Regions from separate parts of the Mus musculus genome. Here regions 2, 3, 4, 5 and 6 are each linked to region 1. Evidence: chromatin contacts called from public promoter capture Hi-C data. All regions are on one chromosome and are shown on one strand. Each heading gives the region's core, a stretch centred on a gene start, on an enhancer-like site or on the middle of the called end of the contact. The rest is flanking DNA. Distances are from core to core; before and after follow the strand shown.

Region 1 (4,392 bases), core at 1,842-4,341:
AGACATCTCTCCAGCTCCAACCAGTTTATTTTTATGATGAGTATTTTGGTGAAGTTTTATCTTGTTCTCTCTCTCTCTCTCTCTCTCTCTCTCTCTCTCTCTCTCTCTCCTCTCCTCTCCTCTCCTCTCTTTCTCTCCCCTGCTTGCTTGCTTTCTTTCTTTCTTTCTTTCTTTCTTTCTTTCTTTCTTTCTTTCCTTCCTTCTTTCTCTTTCTTTCTTTCTTTCTTTCTTTCTTTCTTTCTTTCTTTCTTTCTTTCTCTCCCTTTCCTTCCTTATTCTCTTTCTTTCTCTCTCTCCCCCTCCCTCCCTCTTTTTCTTCATTCTTTTTCTCTCTATCTCTTTCTTTCTTTCTGAAAAAGTTGTAGCTTTGGCAGTGCTGCTCAGTCTACATTAGGTGTCTTGCACTGTTCCCGACCCCCATCCTGCCTTAGGCCAATTGTTGACCTCCCTGGAGCTTCAGTGGACCGACCCATCAAGTGAAAGTAAAGGTAGGTATGGAGATAAAAAGGCCAAATACACATCAGTATCATAAGCCAATCGTTAGGTCTTAATATGTTGTAGTAAATTAGCCTGTTTTGTCTCTGAAAGGAATATTAAATATCAGCCTTCTCTACCAGCTCCTTTACAACTATAAAACCTGTGTTTAGGACAAGGAATTCAGATCTTTTATCTCTCCAACCCAGTAAGACTTTTACATAAACGTTTTAATAGCACCAACCCAGTAAGCCCCTGCTACATTCTCAGATTAAAGTCATTGACTTCCTTTCACCTTCATTTCTCTAGCTTTGATTTTAAAAAACTATCCAATCTTGAGAGCCTGAAGTCAGACTCCAGCCAGTGGAAAAAAGACAGTTGCCACCATCAAGTGGACTTCCTGTCTCTGTGCCTTCATTCTCTCTAAATCATCCTCCTGAAAAAGAGTAACATTTTGCTTTGTTGAGACGCTTCAGATGGAGTGGTGGGCTCTGTCTTTGGGACCTCAAAGTTACTTCGAACAGTCTCTAACTTAGCAAGTCTATGTCACAATTCCTTATCTTGTGGATTCTGAATATGGTTGCCATCTTTAACTCTGATTGACTTGAATAATTACTGATGTCATTTATTGTTTCTGCCACACTCCTTCCCATTTAGCTCCTGAGTAAACAACACAAAGACATCAGAATTCATTAACAAGCTACAAACCTAAACTGGGCAGGTTCTGACACTATGACAACCCAATGAGGCTATTAATAACCAGATGAATATACCCACTGCTTGCCAACTGAGTCTTGTTTTGTTTCATGTGTGGCCTCAGGGTGAGCTTCTCTTGGCCACATGATCATGGGCCATCCTGCCTCATGGAGTCCTCCTTCTTCCTTTACCTTTTTCCTTCTCCTTGTAGTCCCTACCTAAGACCCCCTACTCCATTTCAAGTTCTGCCTTCCTCTCTCTCCTTCCCAGTCTTGGGCTCTAGCCTTTTATTGTCCAAGCAGAGATTGGGGAGAATTCTTTATAGCACATTGGTCAATACAATGCCCACGTCTAGACTGAAATGTGACCTTGGGACACAGAACAAGCATCTGAATGCACAGTTCACGAGACCAACTCCAACAAATAAACTCTCCCCAGCCTGTTTCATTCTAGTCCTTGTAGGGCAAACATGTTTTTCATGTTTTGAAATTATTCTTTGACAGATCCTAACTCTACCATCAAACATTTTTCTCAGTAGATTGCCGTTAGCAAAGTTCCCTCTGCTACAAATGCTGATTAAGTTATTGAAGACACACATAGGGTTTGCGTTTTTATAATTTCTGCAAGAGCAGAGCGAACACTCTAGTCTTCTTAGTTAGGTGGATCCAGACCCTAAGGCAATGAGGTTGGAGAGAAATCCCTTGTCAAAATCGGTACCCACTAGGAAAAGAAATAACAGGCAAGGCAAACCTAGCAGAGAGATACTTTCATTGCGCCCTTTCCAGTTACGAGCCGCAAGATAATGAAGGAAGGTAATTCTGAAAGCTTTATGTCAGTTTTAATGGTCCCTCAAGCACTAAGAAAGATAATAGTCAATGGATGGTGTCCATAAGAATTTTTTCTCCTTTTCCCCTGACAGCCATTGATAGGATCATTTTGTATTTGTAATGGCTGTCACTGAAGCATGGAGAAATGGCCCAGTAAGGCCAGAGGATGAAGACAACTTCCCTGTCAGGATCTCTGTTGTCATTGCTATGGCAATAATAGTTGCTACAGTTCTCGTTCTGTTTTTCTATAGCATGTCTATTTTGTGGAGCTTAAGGCTATAGGATTTGGGTTTCATAAAATCACACTAGCAGAATGCCATGCCTTTTCTAATCCTTCAAGAAGAACATTTGATAAAACTATTCAGCAGGATGAAAATAATTACAGATGCAGGTCACTTGACTAATTATTGATGGAATACTAACCTCTTCACAGGGGTTCAGATACACTACAATTAGTTTGATTTATTTTCCTTTTCTCTCCTCCCTTTCCCTTCCTTCCCTTCCCCAATCTGCCCCTCTGGTCCCACTGCTAGCTTTTTTCTTCCCAAGGACCAGACTCAGAGTTGGACAGGTATGTAAATTAACTACAAATGAGCTCTTAAAATCCTTTGGTAGTTTCTCTTCATTATCTACAATGAAAGGAAAAGGAGAGGAGTCAGGTCTTTTCAATCTTCTATGTCACGGCCTCATCTCCTCCCACGGCGCTGTGCATAGTGTTAAATTTCATCTTTACTAGCTTTCCGACCGACAGAATTAGGGATGTCAAATGCTTCCAAAGTTCGATGGTGTGAATGAAGCCAGACTGGAGATGCTTGTGTGAATGTTATCAAATGTGAGGTGAACAAGCTCAAAGAAGGACAGGCAGCAAGAAGACAAAGAAAGTGGGTGGAGAAAAGGGATTAAAAGTACATGCAAAAAGGAACAACACTAGCCACTGAACGTAAAGAGGAAAATAAAAGAAGCAGCAGAACGCTGCAAAAGTGAACGCCAATGGAGACCTTGACAGAATGTGCAAGTACGGAAGCTTGGACTACAGCCCCCCAGAGTTCCTTGCAGCGCCGCGGGCCATGACGTCAGTCTCCTAGGCAACGCGTATAAACAAGATGGCGGCCTTCGAGCGAAATCCCTCGAGATGGAAAGGCACCCGTTTCAGGCGGGGTTTGGGCGCCTCTCGCATTGCAGCCCAGGCGATACTGTCGCTCACAGAAAAACAAAGTCAGGGCCGTTGGCCTTCTTTCCCCCTGGGTCTGAAGTCAAAAGGGACTTTCAGAAGCGCCTCCTCTTACCTCCTCCACCAGCTCATCCACCGCTCTCATGAGGCAGAAGCGGAGCAAGAAGAGAAGCAACAGGAGGACGGAGAATCTGAAGAGTCAGAGGAGTCCGAAATGCAGAATTTGGAGGTGTGCCTCCCCCCCTCCCCAACCCGCACCCCAGTCTCAGGCATCCTCCAGCCGCTCAACCTGGCTGCCTCAGCGGCAGCTTGCTTCTGCCTTCTCTAGCCCTGGGCTCAGCCCACTCCACTCTAGCCAGAGGGCAAGGGCTTTTCTTTGCTGCTTATTTTTATTCCCCCATTTCTCGTGTGCTTCACCTCCTGTCTTGGAGAAAGGGGGTGAAACCCTCCAAATATTTACTTTCTTTTCCTAGTTTCTTATCTGTCAGATTACACACTGTTATAACGGGGGGAAAAAAATCAGTGTACCAGTATGGGTTTAATGCTTTCAAAATTACGCATTGACAAAATTATGCGGGCCATTCATCTTCTTCCTTCCTCCAGGGTGGTTTAAAAAAAAATCCCAATGCTCTGCTGAAGACGAAATAATGTATACGTTTTATATGTTACTTCTGCTCGGGGTATTTGTGTGCCTATTTAAGCACTCCCACTCTTTCTGGTTAGAAGGGAGCCACAGCATGATCAGAGAGAGCCAGCTCACCCCTAGTTGGCAGAGTTTGGCTTATGGGGAGCGTTCCCAACGCTCTTAACTATTTTCCTAATCTCCTGATTCCACTTCCCTTCCCCACTTGACTGTATTCCCACACACCGACTGTCCTTCCTCATCCCTTCGCTTCCTTCCACCTTGCATTCCCTTACTCCTAGTATTGGCTTCTATTTATTGTGCTTTTTCAAAATCGTAGGTTGATCTGTTTCCCTCTCATACCCAGTTAGGCTTTTCTCTCTGTCATAGCTACTCAGAACCAACATCTTTCTTGATTTCACTTCTTGCCTTTTTTCGCTGCTCCCCCTTCTTTTCCCTCAGCTTCTTCACAAGCCACCTTTCTCCCCCTGTCAAACATGGCTCCTGGTTTGCCTTCTTTCTTGTCCTTCCTGCCTCTGACCTCCCGTTACTCCACTTCTGCCCTCCTTTCCCTGGGCTCTTGTCTCTAATGCCCTTTCCTG
Region 2 (4,676 bases), core at 27-2,526, 2.1 Mb before region 1:
GAGGAACCTTGTTGCAAAAATCAGGGCGAGGGGTACCTGAGGAATGATTCTAGAGCCTGTCCTTTGGTGTCTGCACACATGCACCCCCTTTCCACCCCCACCCCACCCCAGAAAAGCTATTGGAAGGAAGGTCTGGGTCATAGGTTGTCTATGTCCCTCTGTGTGTATTCTCTTCTCCCCTTTAAAAATCTCCTTCTCTGTTTCTGTGTCTCTGTCCCCCCCCCCCCGCGTGTGTGTGTGTGTGTGTGTGTGTGTGTGTGTGCGCATGTGTATGTGTGTGTGGGCTTATGGTTGGAACATTCACTGTCCACACAGATCTACCCCCACTTTCTCCCTTCCCTATTCCAACAAATAACCCCACATCTTTAGAGTTCTGCAGGTTGCGTCCCCCTCCTCAGTCCCGAAGTGCAGAGGGAGTACATCTGTAGGCACCAATGCAAGGCACATGAATCCAGCGCTCCAGCCAGCTCTGCCAGTTAGCCACTGGCTCCCTGGGGTGGTCCAGTGCACATACAGAGTCTTATTAAAGCAGCCCCTCCAATCATTATCCTAGGAGTCTATTATCCCCTACTCTGGGGAGCAGCATATAAACTCCTCACCTGTCTCCTTTGCTTCCTCAGCCTTTCTCAGAGAGCCTGGTTTCTTCAAGTACCCCAACTCTCCCTGTTCTAAGTTTTTCTCAGACTCAGTTTAGGGGGAGGGAGGAAAGGAGCCTTTGGTTTAGCAAAAGATTTGAAGGTCACCTTCACGGAGCCCCAAACACGATAACAATCTCTTCAATCAACAAGCTGGGCTCCTCTGGAAACTGAAATAGCAACTACGGAGTCAATTGCACCCCCCTCTGCTTTCTTTTCTTCACAGGACACAAAGAAACTCTAGGGGTGAACTTGGAGATCACAGTATCTTTTAACAGCCTGAAAGATGGGAAAAGAAAGTTTCAGTGTCTATCTGCAGCTTGCTAGTATAGAAAAGCTAATTATCTCAGTGCTCCCCGACCACCTTAAATCCAGCCAATTCTTGTCCTTTAGCTGTGACCTTATTTGTCCTATCAATAGCCCAGAGTTTAAGGAGATTCTGGCAATGGCTCACCCCATTTCAGATGGCAGAGACCACAGGCCCAAGGAACAGGGGTGCCAACACAGGGTCGACACAGGCTAGAGTAGACTGAAGAGGAGAGACACATGGACAGTTTGGCAACCTCTGCTGGCTCCGGCTTTACTCCTCCTCTCCTTGGGCTGGGCCCTGAGCTGCTGTGCATTGTCTAGTGCAGCATCCAGTGGGCAGTTGCCAAGGCAGGAACAGATGGAGTGAGGAAAGGAAATGCTTCTACTCTGTGGCATTTGGGGAGAGGAATGAAGGATTTTTCAGGTTGGAGTTAATTAGGGATAATGGAACATGCGTGGGGGCAAATTGTTGATGGAAAGGGAGAATCTGGCAAATGGGGCCTCTCTTTGTCTCTTTCTTCTTCTTCTTCTTCTTCTTCTTCTTCTTCTTCTTCTTCTTCTTCTTCTTCTTCTTCTTCTTCTTCTTCCTCCTCCTCCTCCTCTTCCTCCTCCTCTTCCTCCTCCTCCTCCTCCTCCTTCTCTCTTCTCTCTTCTCTCTTCTTCTTCTTCTCTTCTCTTCTCCTTCTTCTCCTTCTTCCTTCTTCTTCCTTTTCTCCTCCTCCTCCTCCTTATTCTCCTCCTCCTCCTCCTCCTCCTCTTCCCCCTTCTCCTCCCTCCTCCTCCGTTTCTTCAATATGGAGTACCCTAGGAGGACAATGGGCTTGAATCATGCTTATATGAGAGCATGAGAAGGCCGTCCCGCACAGAGTCCGCTCACTACCCCTGAGATGCAAGACTGTAGAGAACAACTGGAGGTGTCCTTAAATCACAGCACAGACAACAACAGGAGAGGATGCTGGCTGTATGGACAAGAGGATGGGCAGAGGCCACAACAGGGCTACTTCATAGTAGGAGGACCATAGACTGTTAGAAAGAGGCTTACAGGTCATCTGCTTCAGGCCCCCAGTATGTAAATGAGAAAAATGAATTCAGAGACATGCCCGATAAACACACATTGCTTTTAAGAAGCTGAATGGAAATGGGATCTAACAGTAGATTAACCAGCAGACAATCTCACGTCTGTGTAGAGACAAAGACAGGTAAAAAGTAAGAGAGGGAGACATGCCATGAGCCACTAACGCAAAACACAGTTGCCTTTATTAATGTCAGACAACTGGGGCTTCAGGATAGGGAAAATTACCACAGACAGTGGTCATTAGGCAATGACCCAAAGCATCAATGAATTAAGAGGACATAAAAAGTTCTTAGTGAGTATACACCTAGGCATACAGCTTTGAAATACACAAATAAAAAGGATAAGTCTGAAAGGGACAATAGAAAGTCTCAAAGCTACAGCCAGAGACTCCTGTCAGTCTGACGTAGACATTTATAGAACAATTAGACAAAAATCTGTAGAAGTCCTGAGTCCTATTACCAAACTTTACCTTATTAATATTTATTAGGCATTTTACCCAATGAATGTTGAATGTATCTTCCTTTTAAATGCCTCTGGGATGTGTACAAAGTCAGACTATATGCTGACACATAAAAATAAGACTAAACAAATCTTAGATTAAACTTACATAAAAAATCATTTTGCCCATGACCAAATTAAATTAGAAACTTTCAAAAGAACCATATCTGAAAAATCCTGAAGTATCCAGGAGTTAATAAAGTATTTTAAAATAAACCATGGGTCAGATAAAGAATCATGAGGTACTAGGATTTATTTTCAGAACAATGAAAAGGAACTGAGTGGTATCAGCAGGAGTGACAGGAGGGCTATTGTTAGCATTAAATACTAATAGAAGAAAAACAGACAGTTTTCAAAGTAATGATACAACTTCCCTTTTAAGAAGCCAGGAAAATAAATGTAATTTAGAAGTGTAAATCATTAGTAATGATTATTAATATTGCCTTCTTAATATTTGTGATTAGGCTAAAGCTGTGCTAGCCTTGGCAAGAGAAACTTCTTTTTACAGAGTCCTAGCTGGTTCAAGTGCTGAGAGTGAGTGCATGTTGAGTGTTCAGGCCTACACGGATATCTCTAGCACTTCCTCTAAGGCTGAGAGAACACTGCAGAAGATGGGGTGGAAAGACTGCAAGAGCTGACAGCAGGGGGGCTGATGGCAGGGGGAGCTTGGTCTGCTGGATGAGATGGCCTTTGCAATCATGAAGATGTGGCGGCGTGGCTAAGACCCCACCTAAAATGGCATAAAAGGAAAGGGGGGCAAGTGGGGAAGATGCAAGGGGTCAGAGGAATGTGGATGTGAGAAGGTCAAGTGTGGTGAATGTGATTGTGACACATTGTATCTAGACAAAAAACTGTTAAAAAGTTAACTTTCAAAAGAGGACACATTATGACCAAAGGAAAGGAAAGGAAGAACCCAGTACTAAGTTAAGAGCAGAAATCAGGGAAACCAAAGGAACACATTGTCAACAAAGGCAAAGATGAACCAACCCAGTGAGCGTCTAGGCTGACTGACCGAATTCAACAGATACACAAGACAGATTGTCAGCAGCACTTACCAAAGATCGCATAGAGCAGAGCAGCTGTGCGATGGGAAAGTTTATTTGATGGCAGTCAATCCGAGAGTTTTAATGAAATGGACCAAGTCCTGGAAAGACACAAAAGGCCCAAGGGTGGTGAAGAAGAAACCAGGAACCTGAGAATGCTCTAATTAAGTAAGGAGGTGGATTTGTGGGTAGAAATATATTTTTCCAGAAAAATAGAACTCAACAGCAGCAGCAACAACAACAACACAAAAAAACCCAATGACCAACTAACGAAATAAAAACCCAAACCCAAATCTGGAGATCCAGTTTGTTGGTATTCTGTTTGGACTCTACCCCCACAGTTAACTGGCAACAGCCAGGTATGCTCCTCCCTAAAGTTACCTTGCCAGGAAATTGTGGAGGTGGAGTCCAGACAGAATACCAGCATAGTTAATGAATTCTTTCAAACATTAAGCAAACAAAGAGAAATTAACATAGAGCCTTCCAGGAAGAGGAGAAAATGCTCAACACATCTTACGGGGGAGGGAAACTACTCTGATTCTCAAAGTGTTAATGACCTCTAGTGGATTGAGAACTACAGAGAAAACATTGTCAGCTTCTGGAAGATGTAGGATCCAGGATGCTGAACTTCTCATGAAAAGATCAACACTCTGTCTCCCCTCGGTATTGGCACAACTCTGAGGATGCAGGGGAACAGATGTGCAGAATCTTCTACTCCCAAGGCTTTCTTTTCTGTCTTATAAATCTTCAAGCTCCCTTCACCTGGTCACACGATCTCTACTTCAGAAGAGACCACTGTCCTTCATTGTTCTGACTGAAAGACACTTTACTTCCACAGAGCTGGGATCCTCTTTTTAAAAATTTTTTTCTCAGTCCTGATCTTACAGTATCCAACCACATACTGCAAGAAAAGAAACCTGGTCCATTCGGCATGAATGCAGACATGTCACCAATAAAATATTATTAAATGCAAGTCCTCTAATACTATTTGTGAAAACTGTCATGTGTCATGGGACTCAGCAACTGGCAAAGTAAGCCCCAGGAATGCTTGGTCAGAAAAAGTGGAAAAATCATCTCAGTTAATGGAGGAAACTCTGAAATACTTATGTAAATTAA
Region 3 (4,446 bases), core at 1,397-3,896, 2.1 Mb before region 1:
TGAGGTCAAGTACCTCATATAAACATATTCTGAATTAGTTAAATGGAAAGCTACAATTATCCACATGCCAGTAAGTTACTGATGTCACAGCGGTAATAACTCAGAGATGCAGGGGGCTAAGTCTGACTTCTCCTGGTTATATTCTGGGGAAATTATGATTCTTGTATTTTCGTGTCTCATGTGTCAATCTACCACAGATTAATTGGGCGACTATTAATAATGTGACACTCTCTGGGATACACAGAAGGATAAGGAGTAGCGCTTGCCCTGGAAGAGGCTCATTCCTCCACTGAGGCGGTGCAGGCTAAAAGACAGGCCAGTCAGCATCTGAGGAGGATAAGGTGAGGGTGACGGCTCCACCCCTGACTGAACACTCAGGGCCATGAAAACACAGTATTCATTTCCTTGCTTCAAATAGCAAAGATATTCAAGGCCCCAGCCTTCACCCAGGCCCCTGCATCCTGAGTCACATCGGACAGTCCCAGCTGTCAACTCTGTCCCATGCAGACCATTCCCCCCCCCTTTTTTTTATTACGTATTTTCCTCAATGACATTTCCAATGCTATCCCAAAAGTCACCCATATCCTTCCCCCCCCCACACTTTCCTACCCACCCATTCCCATTCTTTTGGCCCTGGCGTTCCCCTGTACTGGGGCATATAAAGTTTGTGTGTCCAATGGGCCTCTCTTTCCAGTGATGGCCGACTAGGCCATCTTTTGATACATATGTAGCTAGAGTCAAGAGCTCCGGGGTACTGGTTAGTTCATAATGTTGTTGCACCTACAGGGTTGCAGATCTCTTTAGCTCCTTGGATACTTTCTCTAGCTCCTCCATTGGGGGCCCTGTGATCCATCCAATTGCTGACTGTGAGCACCCACCACCCACTTATGTGTTTGCTAGGCCCCGGCCTAGACTCACAAGAGACAGCTATATCTGGGTCCTTTCAGCAAAATCTTGCTAGTGTATGCAGTGGTGTCAGCGTTTGGAAGCTGATTATGGGTGGATCCCTAGATAAGGCAGTCTCTAGATGGTTCATCCTTTTGTCTCAGCTCCAAACTTTGTCTCTGTAACTCCTTCCATGGGTGTTTTGTTCCCAATTCTAAGAAGGGGCACAGTGTCCACACTTTGGTCTTCATTCTTCTAGGGTTTCATTCATGCAGACCATTTTTATTACATCCCGAGGTGCTGCTGTGCCCACATAGGATCATCCTGGTCCCTTCAACAGAAAAATGACAGAGGATCTGGATTAGTTACTTTACACCCCCCCCCCCTTTCTCTTTTGAGACAAGATCTCTTGTAGGCCGGGCTGCTTGGAATTTGCTATGCAGTTAACCCTGAACTCCTGATCCTCCTACCCCAATGCTGATGTTGCAGTTTATGATGCTCTCAGATTTACCCCCCAGAGGTGATATTTAGATACATACTAGGTGATTACTTTACCAGCTGAGCTGAATGCCAGCTTTTGGATTAATTTCCTAGGAATGCAAATGGGGCCACTTAAACCATTAGAAATGCATTGCCCCACATTTCTGAAGACTGGAAGGTCAAGACCAAAGTGTCCATAGGGCTATTGTACCTCCAAAGACCTACAAGAGAGATTGCCGCCTCTTCCACCCTCTGTATTCTTGCTTTCCTTTACTTGTTGTCGTGTTTTCCCATCTCTGCCTCCATCATTGTGTGTGTTCTTGCATCTTTGCACCATTTTATGGTGGCTCTGCCTTTCCTAAGGGCATCAGTCGTACTGGGCATCCTACTTCATCCTAAAGACAGTTTTATCTAAATCAATTCTGTCTACAGAGACCCTATTACTAAATGAGAACACTTCTATAGTATGCAGGTGGACTCCAAGATATTTTTTATAGGGGAAGATATAATTCACCCACACCAAATACCTAGAAATACGTTGATTGTCTTCCAAACTCAGGCTGGAGCTTGGTGTGTCTGATGATTTTCCCTGTGTTGAGCATGTGGGTTATACAATGACCCAAAGTCAACGGAATATCAGTATCTGTAGTATTTGCTAGCCATTCACATAGGGTTACTGCTTCCCACATTCTTATTCCCAAAGACAATTATCTGAGCAGAAGGATATGCCTTGGCGATGTGCTTGAGTACTTTGGGGCAATTGTGACTTCCAGAATAAAATGTTAAGTGTGGTGATGCTTGACTGACCTCATAATTATATACATGCTATGGAGAACTGAGCTCTAACTAGGAGCAGATTCAGTGGGCTGGTTCTCTTTTGCACTGGCTATTTGTATTTGTTGACAATTTGTGTGTGTTTGTGTGTGTGTGTGTGTGTGTGTGTGTTGTTCACTACTATATTTACTGGTTGATGGCGTGTGAGGTAGGAGGAGACTCAGAGAAGAGACTTCGTGTTTAGCTAGAAAACAATCTCTGAAACAATGGAATGTCAAAGATGACATGGAGTCTGGTGAAGACACTGCGTGTCACAGAAGACACATTCCACAATGGCTGTGCAGAATGAAGCTGATTCCGCCCCCGGCTGTGCTCCCTGACCCCAGCTGTGACACAAACTGACCTCCTATCTGTCTGGGCCTTTCTCTGGGAAGCTTCCTCTCATTTCCTGGGAGATGCTCTGGGTCAAGGGCACTTTCCAGAGTGGAACTTTCCACTGCCTCATAAACTTCTCGTTGCTAAGCGATGATGGTGCTCACCAGAGGGGCTGCTCCTGCGCAGGGCAGCCTGTTCACTACCCCATCTGCAATTTAAATTCCCTGACAGGCAGAGACAGCCAAGCTGTTCACTTGAGATTGCAAAGAGTTAGATTGAAATACAAGGAATATCCAATGCCTGGAGCCCCTCATAAATTTTGCTTTGATAGTGACTGGGAGAGAGATGGGGAGAGAAGGAGCCAGGAGGCGATTGTAGGGGCAGCCCTATCGCAGTTGAATTTACTGTTGATCTCTCTGCTTCATTCCCCCGCAGCCCCGAGTGTGCACCCACTCTCTAGCCTCTGCCTATTTCTGGTCAGTGGGCTTCTGGGCCCTTCTGCTGTTCCTATGACCGCACAGGTACCATAGCCGCCATTGCCCCCACGCCATTGCTTTCTCTCGGAGTAGCCTGAACTCCCCTAAGGGCCCAGCAGCGTGTGCCCTTAGCAATGCTAGGGCTTTAGGTGTTTTGGTAACAGCTGAGAACTTTGCTTGTGACTTTAGCTGGATTGTATGAGGTAACCAAGTATTCCTGAATTCCGCAGGCGCCCCAGGGGAAGCCACGCCCTTCAGCGGGCAGAGGCTGATGGTGGTTACATGTCAGGGAGTGTGGCAGCAGCAACTCTGCAGCTGAGGTCCACAGAGGAGCATAAAGGAGGGGATGAGGAGGAGCTTGTAGGCCCCGCCTCTCTGGAGATTTGATTCTGTGATTAAATTCATTCTTTCAGTATCCCCTCTAATCACCTCTGGGCTCTGGGGTTCTTAAATGTAAACAAACAATCCTATTTATTTATTTATTTACTCCCAAGTATCAAAAAGCTATCCTCAAGTCATTCGGTTTTCCAGGTCCTTTCAACAGGAAGGGCTGGGACAGCTAGACTGAGGAATGAAATGTGCAGTTCAAAGTAGATGGTAGTGATCAATTGTCTGCTTTGGTTCATGAGGTGGGGCTAGCTGCCTGAGGGTTCCCCTCCTCTCCCCATGCTAAGTGGGAACGAGACCATGGGACTCAGAACCATGGGTAGACAATTCCTCTCCTCCAGGAGCTGTCAATCTTCAAAGTACATAGGTTATACTCAATGGGCTGAAAAGTCAGGACAATCCAAATAAGGGCCCTCTGTGTCGAGAGGAGTCAAGCTTAGAATGAAATTTCCAGAGAGGGGGGGACTGCAAGCTCCTTGGCGGGGACTGCAAGCTCCTTCTCCAAGGCGGGGACTGCAAGCTCCTCCTCCAAGATCATCACAGAGAGGCGGAGCCTGCAAGCTCTTCCTCCTATATCATCAAATTCATATCTATAAGAATAACCATAATCATCATCATCATAATTATAATAATAAAAATAAAAGGAAATTAGCAAGTGTTGGTCCCGACGTGAGGAAACTGGAGCCCCACATGGCTGGTGACAGTGTAAATGGTGTGACGTCATTGGGAAACACTTTGGCAGCTCCTCAGAAACACACGCGGAGATAGCACCTGCCCAGTGCTTCCATTCCTAAGTTTACAGTCAGAAAACCTGAAAGCAGAGACTCGAACGGAATTTCTCCTACACCTGTGTCTACGGCAGCATTCATTATTCACCATAGCTAGAAGCCTGGAATCATCTAGGCGCTCACTGGTGCATGAATGGAGAAGTGTGGTTTACAGTGGGATCTTAATTGGCTATGTGACTATCAGTGAAAATTTGGTACGGCAAAGTGATATGTGGTACAACATGGATGGATCTTGGAAGCATTGCACTAGGTGAAATGAGTCAGGCATGAGATGGTGAATT
Region 4 (5,101 bases), core at 1,980-4,479, 2.5 Mb before region 1:
TCCAGGGTCATCGTGAGGAAGGCTGGCGGTCTCCTATAACCTTGTACCTAGAAGTTGCAGTCCTTAATTCCCTGTTCTTGAGAAACACGCAGCACAGGGTGGGCAGTGTGGGATGCGTGTTTTCCTCTTGTCCCTGTCCCTGGGGAGACTCTTTGTGTCTTCAGATGTGATTTCCTGTAGGGAGACTAGACTGTATCTCCAAACCTTTCCCCGTGACCATCACAGACCATTCTCAACTCCAGCCTGAACTGCAGTAGGACTGCGACTTGGCAGGGGAGGTGTAAATCCACTATCTCCAAGGCAAATACGTTTGTTACCAGCCTGTCTTGTTACTTTCTTCATTTTTAAAAAAGTCATCTCTACTAAATAGACATTTACATTCTTGTTCAGAAGTGGGGAGGGAGGCTTAGCTATCTCTCATAGCTATCAAATCTTTACCCCAAGTTTACTCTCTGAAAGTAGTACAAGGTAAATAAACATGTGGCTCTTGTATTTACATTGTCAAAAATATGCATAGATCTTGTCAACTTCAACTTACTCTCCAAAGTTTCACCAGTGTATTGTCCAAAAAATAGGCAAAGACCAATAGAACTCAAACACTGATAGAGTGGGCTGGCTCACTCTATCAGGGAAGATAGAAGTGAGTGTCCTAGATGAGTCTGGGTCCTTTTCTGCCGGGCAGACTGCTCAGTGCCCCATGCTCACCTGCCTCTCTTGACATGCACGTGGGAGCACAAGAGCTGCTGGGTGTGCTCAGGCACAGCCATCGGGCCCTTGGGGTTTGCAGCTAGGGGAGAACCATTTGCCACTGAAATGAAGAGCTCTGGTTTCTCTTTGGTACAGCTGGCTCTAAAGTTCCCTTCCTCTCCCTTTTCTCTGACTGGGCCTGAGATTCTGAGTTAACAGCTCTAAAAACCCGGTCATAACCACAGGAAGATGACTTTTATAGATGCTAGCAGCATGTCTTGCTGAACAGATGTCCCAGCCGTAAGAGCAAGTGAAGGCCAGGTAATAAAAGGCTACACAATTTGAGTGCACAAGAAGGAACACTGGGCCAGTCTGGTCAGAGCCATGGCTGTTCCTCCAGCCCAGACACACTATCTGTTGTCTAATATTACAATCATAGCTGACAGACTGTAGGGTTGAAATCTGTGACCAGTTTGCAGAAAAAGCATTTGCGGTCTGTCAAATGGCCTTGCCCCATTGAGAAGAAGAAATCCTGTCTGCCTCTCGGACCATGACAGAATGAACCCACTGGGTGGCAGAACCTAATGCAGGGATCAAACAGACCTAATTCCCCCCCCCCCCCCAGTTGGCACTGTTCCCCACACTCCCCTGCAAACCTTAGAGAAGCATGCCAAGGGGCTTGTTGAGTTCTTCTTAGCCTTTTTTTCAAGCTCCTGTGAAACTCACTAGGAGCCTTCCCTGACTTCTGTCAGCCTTTTCTTTCTCTCTAGTCTGTATCTCAGAGAGACAGTGGTAAAGATGGACTCAGGCAGAGGACACCTGTCTGCCCCCCTAGCTCCCCTTTCAAATAAGCTGCTCCAAACCAGACAGTCCTGGGAACTTATACCACAAGAATACAAACCATGGGCCTAATTCAAAGCTCCACACAGGGCCCCTTCCCCTTTCTCAGGAAACCCATCATCACTATGCTGGGCCCTCGCAACCTTGGACATGGCTGCCTGACACCGCTGAGCCTGGACAAATCCTGTGCTAGGTACTAGGCATGGTTTTATGTTCCCTGAGAGGCCATCAGAAATGGGACAGCTGGAATGCCACAAAGCACACCAGACACAAAAGCCTGGCTCCGTGCTGGGAGAGTAGGCCAAGGTATCTTAAAACTGCACAATCTGGGCCTTTCTCCATGTGGCAAAGGAGGGTGCAAACCGATGGAATTAGCTCACAGTCTCCACGATCTGAGCTTTGGCCTTTGGCAGTAAGGAGCTGGCGCACACACACACAACACACCACAGCACACCAACCCAAGCTCTCAGCAACTTGAAAAGTCCCTGAGCTTCCTGTGGAATAATAATAATGCCTGGTAGGTTAGATCGATTGTCTACTGAGACACATTTGCCAATCAGGGACCAGTTGGGACCCCAGGACATATCTGTTCCTAGACAACTGCTATGTGACACTAGGTTTTGAGGAGTCACCCACTCAGCTGAGCAGTGAACAACAAAAAAGGAGCAGAAGCAGACGGCCAGAGGAGATTTTTGAGAAGTGTCTTCTAGGGAGTGTCTTAAATGATAGGCCAGTCTCAGTACAGAATCAGCTGCCATGAGGAAGCTATTGGGGAAGCCATCAGAGCATGAGATGCCTTTGCCTGCCCACCCACCCCTTAGGCAGACTCCATTAGATAGTGAGGCCTGTGAGTTTAGTCCCAATCCCACTAAGAAAGGCAAGGAAATCAGAATGTAGAACAAGAAGTTCAAAGCCATGCCCTGGGAAATAATGGGACTAAAGACTAACTCATGAGAGGTGGGATACAACAAGCTAGCCGAGGCCATGTTATAGGAGATGGAAATTGGGGACCTGTCCTTGAGACCATAGAGGCTTGGTTTTCTTTTCCAGCCTGCCCACCTGCAAGTGTCTTGTGCCTTGGGGAATGGGCACAGATGAACACAGTAGTGTGTCTGGATGCAATTAAGCACCAGACTGAGGGAAACAACCTTTGTCACCAAAGGGCTGTGTGGCCCCGTGCAAGTCACCTGACCTCTTAAGGCCTCAGTTATGAGATGAGAGGGTGCCGTTCCTGGAGGAGCTCCAGAGACTCGCATGGCGTTCTCCATCTTCCTCCTGCCTTCCTGCTCTGGGCTCAGGCACAAGTAGGTTATTTTACATGAGGGAACTAGACAGAATGTGACTTTGTTGAACTTGAAAAGGAAAATTAAGGCCCTGTAGGGATTGTGAGGAGGGAGACAACCTTCGGAGTCCATTCTCCCTCCCCAGTCTTTCTGTCTTCAGGTGGGAAGATTTCCCCCTCCCTGTCCAAATGGCACTTTGGGTGGTCTGGAGCTCTGCAGTGCAGTTGGGGTGGCCAGCAGACAGATCAGAGGTGTGTGTCTTCCTCCTCATCTAGGTCATCCTTGGTCAAGTTGTCCAGAGGGACGATCCAACTGTCCCCCAGCTCCCCATTAAGGTTGACCACCTTCTTCTCCTGCATCTCAGAAGGAGTCTCCATCACTTCCAAGGTTGGGTTGTCATGGTAACCATTCTCCACTGTCTGCAGCTCCTCTGTGAGCCGTTGCTAAAATGGGGACAATAACACAGGAAGACGGCAATTTTGGAGTGCTGTGAGCTTTAATATGAAACATTTCCCCATTCAACCCAGGGACCTCAAGTTGGCCAGATTAAATTCCCGTGGTTCACTTGTGGGGGCAGAGACCACCCTGGCTACTAGCCTGACCATCTCATGAGTACTCCCCCATATCCTAAAATTACCAGCTGCTTTCTACCTTCATTCCGTGGCAGTCTGTGACATCATGGAGAGAGATTTCTGAAGACATTTTGTCCTTGAGATCTTTTTTCTCTTCTCCATCCCTCTCCATAAAAACCTCTGTTTTTCTACATCATTCCATAATAAATAACAGAGAAGAACAACATAAATAAATAAGTAAACAAACAAGGCTCCTTCAGAGCAGCCTGACAGGACTTTTCAGTGGTCAAGGTGAATAGGGTGGCCCTTACAGATGTGCAGACAGTAGTCTGTGCTCTGAGATCCAGCTGTGGATACACACTGCCATCACTCATGCCTCGGTCAATGCACGAGGTCAATAGGAGTGGGAACTGTCTTAATGCTCTCATTAGTTTACAGCTAGGGTGGAGACCCACAGCAGAACAGCACTGTAAAGTTGAGACAGGGTCCTGCTGTGTAGCCCAGGCTGACCTCCAACTTGCAATCCCCCGGCATCAGCTTCCCAAGTGCTGCCATTACAAATGTACGCCACCACTACACCAGAGAAGATGTGGTTCTAGTTGGTTGGGTGAAAGAAGCTTTTTTAGAGCAGCACTTGCCCAAGGCCATATATGATATATAATATATTTAGGGATCATATCCCCTAAGTCTCCAGAACAGGTCTGCAAGGGACCATCCCCACTATGCAGACGACAAGGCTGTAGACTTATGATTGACTTACAGACATTGACTTACAGACACGGCTTAACCCTAGTGTTTCTGCTCTTGCTTCCACATTTGAGTCTCCAGCGTTAGAGACAAGCTAGCTTGACAGCGGGGACAAGAACCTGTTCGAAGGCTCCAGGCCCACTCCTGTGGAGGGACCGAGTGAGAGACACATTGGGTAACTGGGCTACCTAGAGTAAGAAAACACTCACCTGGTCCTTCCTCTGGGAGATCCGCTGGTGACAGCAGCCGTAGAGGGCAGCAACAAGGAGCAGGAAGGATGCCATGCAGACGATGGTGATGATGAGCGGCAGGCTGAAGCGGTCCTCATTGACCTCTGGAGGCCCTTCCTTCCCCAGCTTCATGTCACTGACTCCGGCCTGGCCAAGACACAGAACTTAAGTGACAGAAAACGGGAGTCCAGACCGTTTGTCTCCACTCCAGTCTGTGTGGGTCTGCTGCTGCTATCCTACCACCCGCCCTGTTCATATGTCTGCCTCCTGCATGCTTATACTATCAAAGGAACTCCTCACCAGAAGGCACTGGGCTTAGGACAATACAGGGCAAAGCTCCTTACCTCTGTCAGGTCATCCCATCTGTCCTTCAGTAGCTCATACACGGCCTTAGGAGAAAGCTTCGCTGTGGGAGAGACAAGAGACAGATGCTGCCTCCAGGGTCCAGCCCAGAGTGAAATGTCAGGGGTAGAGGGGGTACCCAAGGGGAGGATGTCCCTCGGGTCTGCTGGGATGGTGGCTGGCTTGTATAGTCTTAGGTGCCTCCACCCCTAACCATCCTTCTGTGGCACTCCCTCCCACACAGGGTCCGGTCCCCTCACCCTCGACTCACTCTCGATAATGATTCTCTTCACTGCCACCGCCTGGTTATCTAGAATAGGGGCCACATGTAGAGTGCACAAATCCTCAGCTGGCTTGAAGGACGCTTTGACTGAGTGACACAGCAGTTCCACGAGTTTCT
Region 5 (4,676 bases), core at 1,707-4,206, 2.1 Mb before region 1:
TATCATTGAGAAGAGTGTTGTTCAGTTTCCATGTGAATGTTGGCTTTCTATTATTTATTTTGTTATTGAAGATCAGCCTTAGTCCTTGGTGATCTGATAGGATGCATGGGACAATTTCAATATTTTTGTATATGTTGAGGCTTGTTTTGTGACCAAATATGTGGTCAATTTTGGAGAAGGTACCATGAGGTACTGAGAAGAATGTATATCCTTTTGTTTTAGGATAAAATGTTCTATAGATATGTCAGATCCATTTGTTTCATAACTTCTGTTAGTTTCACTGTGTCCCTGTTTAGTTTCTGTTTCCATGATCTGTCCATTGGTGGAAGTGGTGTGTTGAAGTTTCCCACTATTATTGTGTGAGGTGCAATGTGTGCTTTGAGCTTTACTAAAGTTTCTTTAATGAATGTGGCTGCCCTTGTATTTGGAGCATAGATATTCAGAATTGATAGTTCCTCTTGGAGGATTTTACCTTTGATGAGAATGAAGTGCCCCTCCTTGTCTTTTTTGATGACTTTGGGTTGGAAGTCAATCTTATCAGATATTAGGATGGCTACTCCAGCTTGTTTCTTCATACCATTTGCTTGGAAAATTGTTTTCCAGCCTTTCATTCTGAGGTAGTGTCTATCTTTTTCTCTGAGATGAGTTTCCTGAAAGCAGCAAAATGTTGGGTCTTGATTGTGTAGCCAGTTTGTTAGTCTATGTCTTTTTATTGGGGAGTTGAGACCATTGATATTAAGAGATATTAAGGAAAAGTAATTGTTGCTTCCTCTTATTTTTGTTGTTAAAGTTGGCATTCTGTTTTTGTGGCTGTCTTCTTTTAGGTTTGTTGAGGGATTACCTTCTTGTTTTTTCTAGGGCGAGGTTCCTGTCCTTGTATTGGTTTTTCTCTGTTATTATCCTTTGAAGGGCTGGTTTCGTGGAAAGGTAATGTGTGAATTTGGTTTTGTCGTGGAATACTTTGGTTTCTCCATCTATGGTAATTGAGAGTTTGGCTGGGTATAGTAGCCTGGGCTGGAATTTGTGTTCTCTTAGTGTCTGTATAACATCTGTCCAGGATCTTCTGGCTTTCATAGTCTCTGGTGAAAAATCTGGTGTAATTCTGATAGGCTTGCCTTTATATGTTACTTGACCTTTTTCCCTTACTGCTTTTAGTATTCTATCTTTATTTAGTGCATTTGTTGTTCTGATTATTATGTGTCGGGAGAAATTTCTTTTCTGGTCCAGTCTATTTGGAGTTCTGTAGGCTTCTTATATGTTCATGGGCATCTCTTTCTTTAGATTTGGGAAGTTTTCTTCCATAATTTTGCCAGTCCTTTGAGTTGAAAATCTTCATTCTCATCTACTCCTATTATCTGTAGGTTTGGTCTTCTCATTGTGTCCTGGATTTCCTGGATGTTTTGAGTTAGGATTTTTTGTATTTTCCATTTTCTTTGATTGTTGTGCCGATGTTCTCTATGGAATCTTCTGCACCTGATATTCTCTCTTCCATCTCTTGTATTCTGTTGCTGATGCTCGCATCTATGGTTCCAGATTTCTTTCCTAGGGTTTCTATCTCCAGAGTTGCCTCACTTTGGATTTTCTTTATTGTGTCTACTTCCCTTTTTAGGTCTTCGATGGTTTTATTCAATTCCATCACCTGTTTGGTTGTGTTTTCCTGCAATTCTATAAGGGATTTTTGTGCTTCCTCTTTAATGTTTTCTACCTGTTTAGCAGTGTTCTCCTGAATTTCTTTAAGTGAGTTATTTAGTCCTTCTTGATGTCCTCTACCATCATCATGAGATATGCTTTTAAATCCAGGTCTATGTTTTCCGGTGTGTTGGGGTGCCCTGGACTGGGCGAAGTGGGAGTGCTGGGTTCTGATGATGGTGAGATACCCCAATTTTAATACAAATGTTTTACCAAATTTTGGGAGAATTTCATATCTATGTGAAATGTATTTTTATCATATTTACCTTGTCACACCCTGTTCTGGCTTTATCATCCACTCCTCCTAATTTCATGTTATTTTTGTCTGTTTATAACCCACTGAGTCTAATTTGTGATGTTTATATAGCCACAATTATAGGCATCCATGGGAGCATGTGGGTCCCTTTCTAAATCAGGCACTGGGCTTATGGCCAGCAGGGAACCCTTGGTGGATTCATTAACAAATATATTTTTTTAAAATAATCAAATGTGTGAAAGAAATTCTGGATGTATGGGTAGATGGGTGGGTGGGTGGATGGATGGATGGATGGATGGATGGATGGATGGATAAATGGACAGATGGATGGATAAGTAGGTAGATAGATGGGTGGATAAACAGATGGATGAATGGATGGATGGGCTTATGGGTAGAAGTATGGACATGTTGGTGGCTGGACAGAAAAATGTGTGGTTGGATGAGTGAGTGGTTGAACGAGTGGGTGGTTGATGAATAGATGTGTGTGTGTGTGTGTGTGTGTGTGTGTGTGTGTGTGTGTGTGTATATATATGAAAGTGGTAGATGTGTAGGTGAATGAATGGATGGATAAATAGATGAATAAATGAATGGGTGGTTGAATGGGCAGATGGATAGATAGGCAAATGAAAGATGAATGGACAGGTGGGTGGATGACTGAATGAGTGCATGATAGATGGATGGGTAGTTTGAAGGGTGAGTTGACAATTGGGTAGAAGAATTTGCCTCAACTCAGGTAAGAAGCAAAATAATGGCTGGATTGCACAAAACCTGTATGCATGTGTGGAGGGAGGGGCGTCTGGGGGGGTGTAAGTGCAGGCTTGTGTGCCCTTTGATCCTCCTCGAATAGGACTACATGATAGATTGAGATTTTATACATTTAATATTTCCTTCCAACTCCGGGTGCTTTACATCTGGATAAAAGGAGCTATAAATCTCTGCAGGCAGAAGGTGGCCAGCCCTCCCTTTCCACCCGCTTACTGAGATCTCACTTGGAAATCCAGCTGAACAGTCAATGATGAATCACAGCATCTGCGGGGCAGTCCAGATAAGCAACGATTTGCATTTTCATGTGATCATTTGCTACTCTTGGCGTTTTCAAATTACTTTAGAGCCACATTAATTCAGTTGCCACCTACTGCCACTCTGTGCCCAAGTGACCGGGTGATGGGAACGCAAGTGGCAGGTTTGTTTGGCTTTTCAGTCATGAGGAGAGAGTGCTCCCTTTGGGTATCAGGAGACATATGGGAAGAGAGCAGCCCCGTGGAGAGTGATCGTGTAGGAACTCTTCCCGAAACTTGACTGCTTCCAATCTACCCTGTCTTTGTATTCTTTATGTCTGCCAGTTGCTTAAAAGCAAAACTAAGCATCAATTACTCTCCCCTGTGCCTCCACCTTACACAGTGGAGGAGGCATCCCTGCAGGTAACCGATTCTCCTTCTCTACTGTAGGAACTGCGTGTGCCCGGGGGTGGCTGGCAGCAGTAGGCACCATATGGCTGCCATGGAGGCGGTCTTTTGGGGAGAAGGGAAATCTTGGAGACAGTCTACAGGCTGGATGGAACTCCCAGCCCTGCAGAGGAAGCTCTTGTCTGGCACTTGCCTGTAGCTGTCTCAGTGGTCATGGCTCCTACAAAGAGACCCCATGTGGCCAAGAGGACAGTCTATCACCCAGCCTTGGGGACTCAGTAAGAAGGGAGAGTGTTAACTGAAGGCAGAATTAATCCTGATGTGTCTAGGTAGGACTCCTTTCTGAAATACCTCCGGACAAAGAGATTTCAGTCTACTGTAATCCCCTCTCCTCTGTTTCCTCCAACCTTCACAATCTAGGGAGTTTTTAACACTCATCTGTAGAACTTAAGTGCAAATCCATTTCCCTGCCCAGAAGCAGATTCTGAGTCTTCACATCCTTAACACAAATTCTCAGAATGCTATCCAATACATTGATGACAAGCCCTTTGAAAATGGGAATTAATTTCTGTTTCTCTATCTTAATTTACATTTGATCATCTCCCAAGGATCCACTTTTTAACACTTCCATCAGCCCCCATCTCTCCCAACCCTTTCAGAAGTCTTGTGTTGAAGTTTTTCTCAGGTTCTGAATCACAATGATAGATAGATAGATAGATAGATAGATAGATAGATAGATAGATAGATAGATAGACAGACAGAGCATCTGTCTCAAATGACTTGTCCAAAGTGATTTTTAGATTGTCTAACCAACAGTGCAGTGTGAGCTGTTCAAAAGGACAGAGGTTTGGGTGACAGGGAAGCTGCAGTAGTTTTTTTCAAATTCTATTTGTACTTGTGGCTGGGGATATAGCACAGTTAGTAAAATGATAAGCACAAGGAGACCCGAGTTTATCTCTCTGCCACCCACTTGAAGACCTGGGTGTGGTAGCACATGCCTGTAATCCCACAGCTGAGTTGGAGGAGATGTGAGGATCGATCACTAGAGCTTCTTGGCCAGTCAGCCTAGTCAACAATCTAGGTTTAGTGGGAGACCCTGTCTCAAAATGTAAGGTGGAGAGAGACTGAAGAAGATACCTGCCATCAGACTCTGGCCTCCACATGCACAGACATACATGAAGATGTGTACTCCTGCACCTGCACACATGTAATGTACGTGCATATGTCACAGACACAGTGTTCTATCTATTGTCTCCCTCTCTTCTCTCCCAGCTTGCAATAACAGTGTGGTTTAAAAACTTCCTGTTTTCTGTGGTAAGAACACT
Region 6 (4,523 bases), core at 1,665-4,164, 2.4 Mb before region 1:
ACATGCTGCTCCGGGAGTCACCGTAAGAGGCAGCAGAAACTGGGAGGCTCCAAATCACTGAAGTGCCAGGGCCACAAGTCTCAGGCCAGACGCTGTAAGCTTCTTCCTTCCTGGGGGCTCAGTCAGGCTCCGAGTCTCTCTACCAGTTTCTGGCAGCTATCAGCAACTCTTTACCATCCTTTGGCAGTAACACCTTTATTCTAGTCTCTGTCTAGCCACTACATGGTTCCCTCCTTGTATCTGTGTTCAAATGTCCCTCTGCTAGGACAGCAGTCATTGGATTAGGAGTGACACTGATGACCTCATTTAACTTGTAGATAGATGATAGATATATACAGATATATGTTGTATGTGTGTATGTATACATATATTTGATATATATGTGTGCTTATGCACACACACGTGTGTGTGCAAGTACGTGTGTGTGTGTGTGTGTGTGTGTGCACGTGTGTGCAGTCATCCTGTTTGCAAAGGCATTTGGCGTTGGGGTGTTAGGACTTGACTGCATGCTGATGTAGGAAGGCACAATCCAGTTTACAATTATCTAATGTCATCTTGGTTATTAGTACCATCATTGTCACAGGCATCATAAAACACTGATGTTAAGGGCTGGAGAGATGGCCTAGTGGCTAAGAGTACTCACTACTCACTGCTCTTGCAGAGGACCTAGCACCCACATCAGGTGGCTCACAACTGCCTGTAGATTCCAGAGGATTTAACACCTGTTGTAGAAATTAGTTAATCCCAACACAGGGTTTCTACCCTGCCTTAGATCATTTAGTTCCCAGATAAAAAAACACACTCAACCTTTATATTTACAAGAAACCTTAAACAGCACAAGAGCTGGGCAGCTGCCTACCCTCTATGCTGTTTGAATCTCCTTCCCTATTGATAACCCCGAGTTATTACTTGCTGTGTTCCATCTGGGCTGCTCTTAACTCCAATTGGCCAGCCCTCAGGGCCACATTCTCTTGACCCCTAACCCATGGCAGCTTCTCCTTCCTCCTCCTAAACCTTTTTCTCCCTCGTGGTTCCTTTCCCTAAACCCAACCTATGTCTCCTCTGCCCAGCTATTAGCTGTTGGCATCTTTATTTACCAGTCAGTGATAACTTGGGGCCAAGGTGTATATGCAGACTCTTTCATATTGGGGACCCACATTCTGCATTACAATAGACAGCAAAAGACCAAACCTCAACAGATACCCTCTTCCAGTTCCCTTGGGTACACAAGTGGTGGACATGCACTCATATCACTATACATACACGTGGGTAAAACACTCAGACATACAAAATAAAAAATAACATTTGAAAGGAGGTTGGAGAGATAGCTCAAAGCTTAAGAGCACTTACTGCTCTTGCAGAGGACCCAGGTTCAATTCTTAGAAACTATATGGTAGCTCCATTAATCCCAGTACTGGGGAAGTGGGTGGATTTCTGTAAGTTTGAGGTCTACAAAGTGAGTTCCAGGACAGCCAGGGCTACAAAGAGAAACCCTGTCTCAGAAAACAAAAAATAAAAACCAAAAAAACAACAACCCTAACCAACCAACCAAACAAACAAAGAACAAAAATCCCACTCCCCCCACCAAACACATAAAGAAAAAGAAACAAACTTCATGCCAAAGAGAAGGGTCAAGGTTAAAGGCACTGGCTGCCAAGCCCACAACCTGAGCTCAGCTCTGTCCCGGGATCCTGTGGTGGAAGGGGAGAGAGAACAGGCACTGACTCCTAGCGTTTTGTTTTTCTTTTTTTCTTTCTTTCTTCTTCTTTTTTTTTTTTTGGCAGGCAGGTTTCTGAGTTTGAGGCTGTTTCCCTAACAAGTACTAGGGCTGAACCTGAGAGGGTTCTATAGGAGAGAAAGAAAAGAAAGAAAGAAAGAAAGAAAGAAAGAAAGAAAGAAAGAAAGGAAAGGAAAGGAAGAAAGAAAGGAAAGAAAGAAAGGAAAGAAAGAAAGAAAGAAAGAAAGGAAGGAAGAAAGAAAGAAAGGAAGAAAGGAAAGAAAGAAAGGAAAGAAAGAAAGAAAGGAAAGAAAGAAAGGAAAGAAAGAAAGAAAGAAACAAGGAAGGAAAGAAAGAAAGAAAGAAAGAAAGAAAGAAAGAAAGAAAGAAAGAAAAGAAAATTATTTTTATGTGTTGTAGTTTTGTTGTAGATAAGGTCTCACTGTGTAGCTCTGGGGGACCTAGATCTCACTACACGTCTTAGTTAGGGGTTTACGGCTGAGAACAGACACCATGACCAAGGAAAGACGTAGAAAACCCAACACTACCACCACGTTTTGTTTTTCAAGGTCCCATTCTGTAGCCCATGCTGACTTGGATTTGTAACAAGCCGGGACCCTCAGTCTCCCAAGCACTTTGACTACAGGTGTGAACGACACCATCAGTTATCCAAGCCTCTGAATTACAAGCAAAAATGAACCACCCAGGGTGCTGGGGCATACAGCACGGCTCTGGTGCTCCCGAGAGCCACTGATCCTTTTGTGCCATGGGCCATGCTGTGGGCAGCAGGGGCCTGTGTGTCTGGGTCTCCGTCACAGGCCCATCAGTCTCTTTGGAGAAGACTGCAGGCACCTTCTTTTGTCCTCTTCGGCTTGTGACCTTTAGACTTTCTAAGTCACCTCTGCTTAGGCCGGACCACCTGTAACGTCTGTCCGTCTCCTTTCTGAGCCTGTGTTAGTATTCCAGGGAGCCAGCCTCGCAGGCGTGCACACACCAGGAGAGCTAGAGGAAGCTTAGCAGAAGAAGGGCCACAAACCCAGCAGAACACAAAACACGAATACTCAGCCAAAGACCCTCGTCCCTGGACCCCAGCCAGGGCTGTCCCTTGATTATTTTTTGTTCTCCTTCCTCTTTAACTGGATCTTGCATGAAAACAGCCTGGGCGTTGCTAAGGTAACGCCTTGGAGCCTCCCTGAACACATCATTGTTTAATTCCAGCAGCAGCGGCAACCCAGAGGAATGCGCTATTTGTTTAAGAGATGAAAGCCTCGAATTTCCACAGATTCTTCTCCGGCTTCACTCCCCTTCCACTGCCAGGCTGGGCTGGAGAGGCGCACATTGGGTGGAGGGGACCCAGTAGACTAAGGGGTGATCTTTACGACTTGAGGGGAGAGAGAGAGAGAGAGCGAGCTGTCCTTGTTAGGGGAAGAGCCATCCTCCTGGGAGGGTCTGAAGGACTTGACAGCCTTATAAGTCAGTACCCAATAAATCGACCCTGCCCCTCAATGTCCCAATTTCACAGGCCCAGAGACCTTGATGAGTGGCAAACCTATCCTGTATGCAGTACACATGAGAACAGGGCCTGCAAGCGTTGAGGATAAAGCTCTATCAATAGGTTACTGGCCAAGAAGGCAGGAGGCCCTAAGTTCAACTTCTTTGCAGTATGGTAAGTGTACCAGAGGACTGTCCTTCATCTGTTTCAAAACAACAGCAAAATTCAGAAGAATTTCAGGGAGAGAAGGAGAGAGAGATGGGGTGTGGGGGGAGGGAGAGGGAGAATAGAGAGAGGGAGAGAGAGAGAGCAAGAGCCCATTCAGATGGGAGTAAATTTTATGTATGATGGATCCATGGTACAACCTTTCCTTCGTCATTCCACGGACACTGAAGAAATGTACACTGCTCTCCAAGACTCTGGCTGAGGACTTGTAAGGGTTTTTGTGTTTTGTTTTTCCAGAGTGAGGGTCTCATGTATCCTAAACTGGCCTTGAACTTCTTGTGTAGCTGAGAATGACTGTGAACTCCTGAGTGTTGACAGTACAGGCATAGTCTAACATGCTTGCTTATGCTCTGCTGGAGATGGCTTCCAGGGCTTCATGTCACACTGGGTAAGCATCCTACCCAATGAGCTACAGCCCCCAACCTCTCAGAGTCTCACTATATAACACAGGGGAGAGTTTGGAACTCTATGTAGCCCACGTTGGACCTTGAAATTGCAACAATCCTCCTGCCTCAATCTACTAGGCACGATATATTGTATTTGTGTTTTCATTGGGAGGTTGGCTGCACTGACTTGAGTCTCTACACAAAGGCAGGTTTAGAATAGAGGGTGGCCCTGGGGCCCACCCAAATCTTTAATTAAAAAGATACTTTAAAAAAATTAGAATAACAGTGCACGTAACAAATTATAAAAAAATTAGAATAACAGTGCAGTGGGGAATTAAAAGCTCCAAGAAAAATTAGAATAACAGTGCACGTAAGGAGAAACCATGGAGATAAATCGGGCAGATAGACAGACAGACAGACATCCAGATAGACTCAGTGGGGAATTAAAAGCTCCAAGAAAAAGAGACAAGCAGAGCAGTACAAGACCAGATACACATGGAGATTAAACAGCAAACCTTTAGAAGAACAAAAATGATATCCAAAAACCGAGAGTGAAACTGCTTTGGGAGCCCAGGGTTGGACAGTGATTCTCAGAGACAGATGTCATGGCGCTGAAGTGTGTAGAAAGAGATTAGCAGCCTTGGAGGCCCTTGAAGATAAATGTCTTCCTTTGAACCCCACTTCCTGTTAGAAGAGGAAGCCT

The links. Promoter capture Hi-C pulls out the DNA fragments that hold promoters and counts their contacts.
Region 2: a contact with region 1 is called in a promoter capture Hi-C map of hippocampal neurons, with 12 times the contacts expected there. The contact joins the enhancer-like site here to the promoter of Lrguk in region 1. A contact is called at or near these places in 4 of 39 promoter capture datasets (the 3T3-L1 cell line, hippocampal neurons, liver and 1 more) and 1 of 9 other capture datasets (liver).
Region 3: a contact with region 1 is called in a promoter capture Hi-C map of hippocampal neurons, with 13 times the contacts expected there. The contact joins the enhancer-like site here to the promoter of Lrguk in region 1. A contact is called at or near these places in 8 of 39 promoter capture datasets (the 3T3-L1 cell line, the C10 cell line, cranial neural crest and 3 more), 1 of 15 datasets of contacts at CTCF or cohesin (large pre-B cells), 3 of 484 Hi-C or Micro-C datasets (B cells, cerebellar granule neurons and ventricular fibroblasts), 1 of 115 datasets of contacts at active chromatin or transcription factors (embryonic forebrain) and 2 of 9 other capture datasets (adipose tissue and liver).
Region 4: a contact with region 1 is called in a promoter capture Hi-C map of hippocampal neurons, with 16 times the contacts expected there. The contact joins the enhancer-like site here to the promoter of Lrguk in region 1. A contact is called at or near these places in 4 of 39 promoter capture datasets (hippocampal neurons, liver and pre-B cells).
Region 5: a contact with region 1 is called in a promoter capture Hi-C map of hippocampal neurons, with 11 times the contacts expected there. The contact joins the enhancer-like site here to the promoter of Lrguk in region 1. A contact is called at or near these places in 4 of 39 promoter capture datasets (the 3T3-L1 cell line, cranial neural crest, hippocampal neurons and 1 more).
Region 6: a promoter capture Hi-C map of hippocampal neurons shows a contact between it and region 1, with 10 times the contacts expected there. The contact joins the enhancer-like site here to the promoter of Lrguk in region 1. A contact is called at or near these places in 4 of 39 promoter capture datasets (the 3T3-L1 cell line, the C10 cell line, hippocampal neurons and 1 more) and 1 of 115 datasets of contacts at active chromatin or transcription factors (embryonic stem cells).

What each region holds. Positions count from the first base shown.
Region 1 is chr6:34,026,357-34,030,748 of GRCm38.p6, forward strand. It overlaps Lrguk (leucine-rich repeats and guanylate kinase domain containing), which reads left to right and starts at 3,092. Exons shown (of 20, transcript NM_028886.1): 1 at 3,092-3,397. The coding sequence starts at 3,101. It overlaps Gm38786 (a long non-coding RNA gene), which reads right to left and starts at 3,368. Exons shown (of 4, transcript XR_868961.1): 1 at 3,284-3,368.
Region 2 is chr6:31,898,010-31,902,685 of GRCm38.p6, forward strand. No RefSeq gene overlaps it. Among named protein-coding and RNA genes, the nearest start is that of Gm31894, 120 kb to the right of the region's middle. Within about 2 kb of position 1,277, at least 10 of the 459 cell types and tissues checked have an H3K27ac peak or open chromatin away from gene starts, as enhancers often do. A contact at or near this core is called in hippocampal neurons, where this site is marked.
Region 3 is chr6:31,930,910-31,935,355 of GRCm38.p6, forward strand. No RefSeq gene overlaps it. Among named protein-coding and RNA genes, the nearest start is that of Gm31894, 85 kb to the right of the region's middle. Within about 2 kb of position 2,647, at least 10 of the 459 cell types and tissues checked have an H3K27ac peak or open chromatin away from gene starts, as enhancers often do. A contact at or near this core is called in hippocampal neurons, where this site is marked.
Region 4 is chr6:31,519,967-31,525,067 of GRCm38.p6, forward strand. Podxl (podocalyxin-like) reads right to left here. Exons shown (of 8, transcript NM_013723.3): 5 at 4,973-5,101; 6 at 4,704-4,765; 7 at 4,339-4,506; 8 at 1-3,253. The coding sequence ends at 3,056. Among named protein-coding and RNA genes, the nearest start is that of Podxl, 41 kb to the right of the region's middle. Within about 2 kb of position 3,230, at least 23 of the 459 cell types and tissues checked have an H3K27ac peak or open chromatin away from gene starts, as enhancers often do. A contact at or near this core is called in hippocampal neurons, where this site is marked.
Region 5 is chr6:31,914,530-31,919,205 of GRCm38.p6, forward strand. No RefSeq gene overlaps it. Among named protein-coding and RNA genes, the nearest start is that of Gm31894, 100 kb to the right of the region's middle. Within about 2 kb of position 2,957, at least 15 of the 459 cell types and tissues checked have an H3K27ac peak or open chromatin away from gene starts, as enhancers often do. A contact at or near this core is called in hippocampal neurons, where this site is marked.
Region 6 is chr6:31,594,052-31,598,574 of GRCm38.p6, forward strand. No RefSeq gene overlaps it. Among named protein-coding and RNA genes, the nearest start is that of Gm31486, 8.8 kb to the right of the region's middle. Within about 2 kb of position 2,915, at least 123 of the 459 cell types and tissues checked have an H3K27ac peak or open chromatin away from gene starts, as enhancers often do. A contact at or near this core is called in hippocampal neurons, where this site is marked.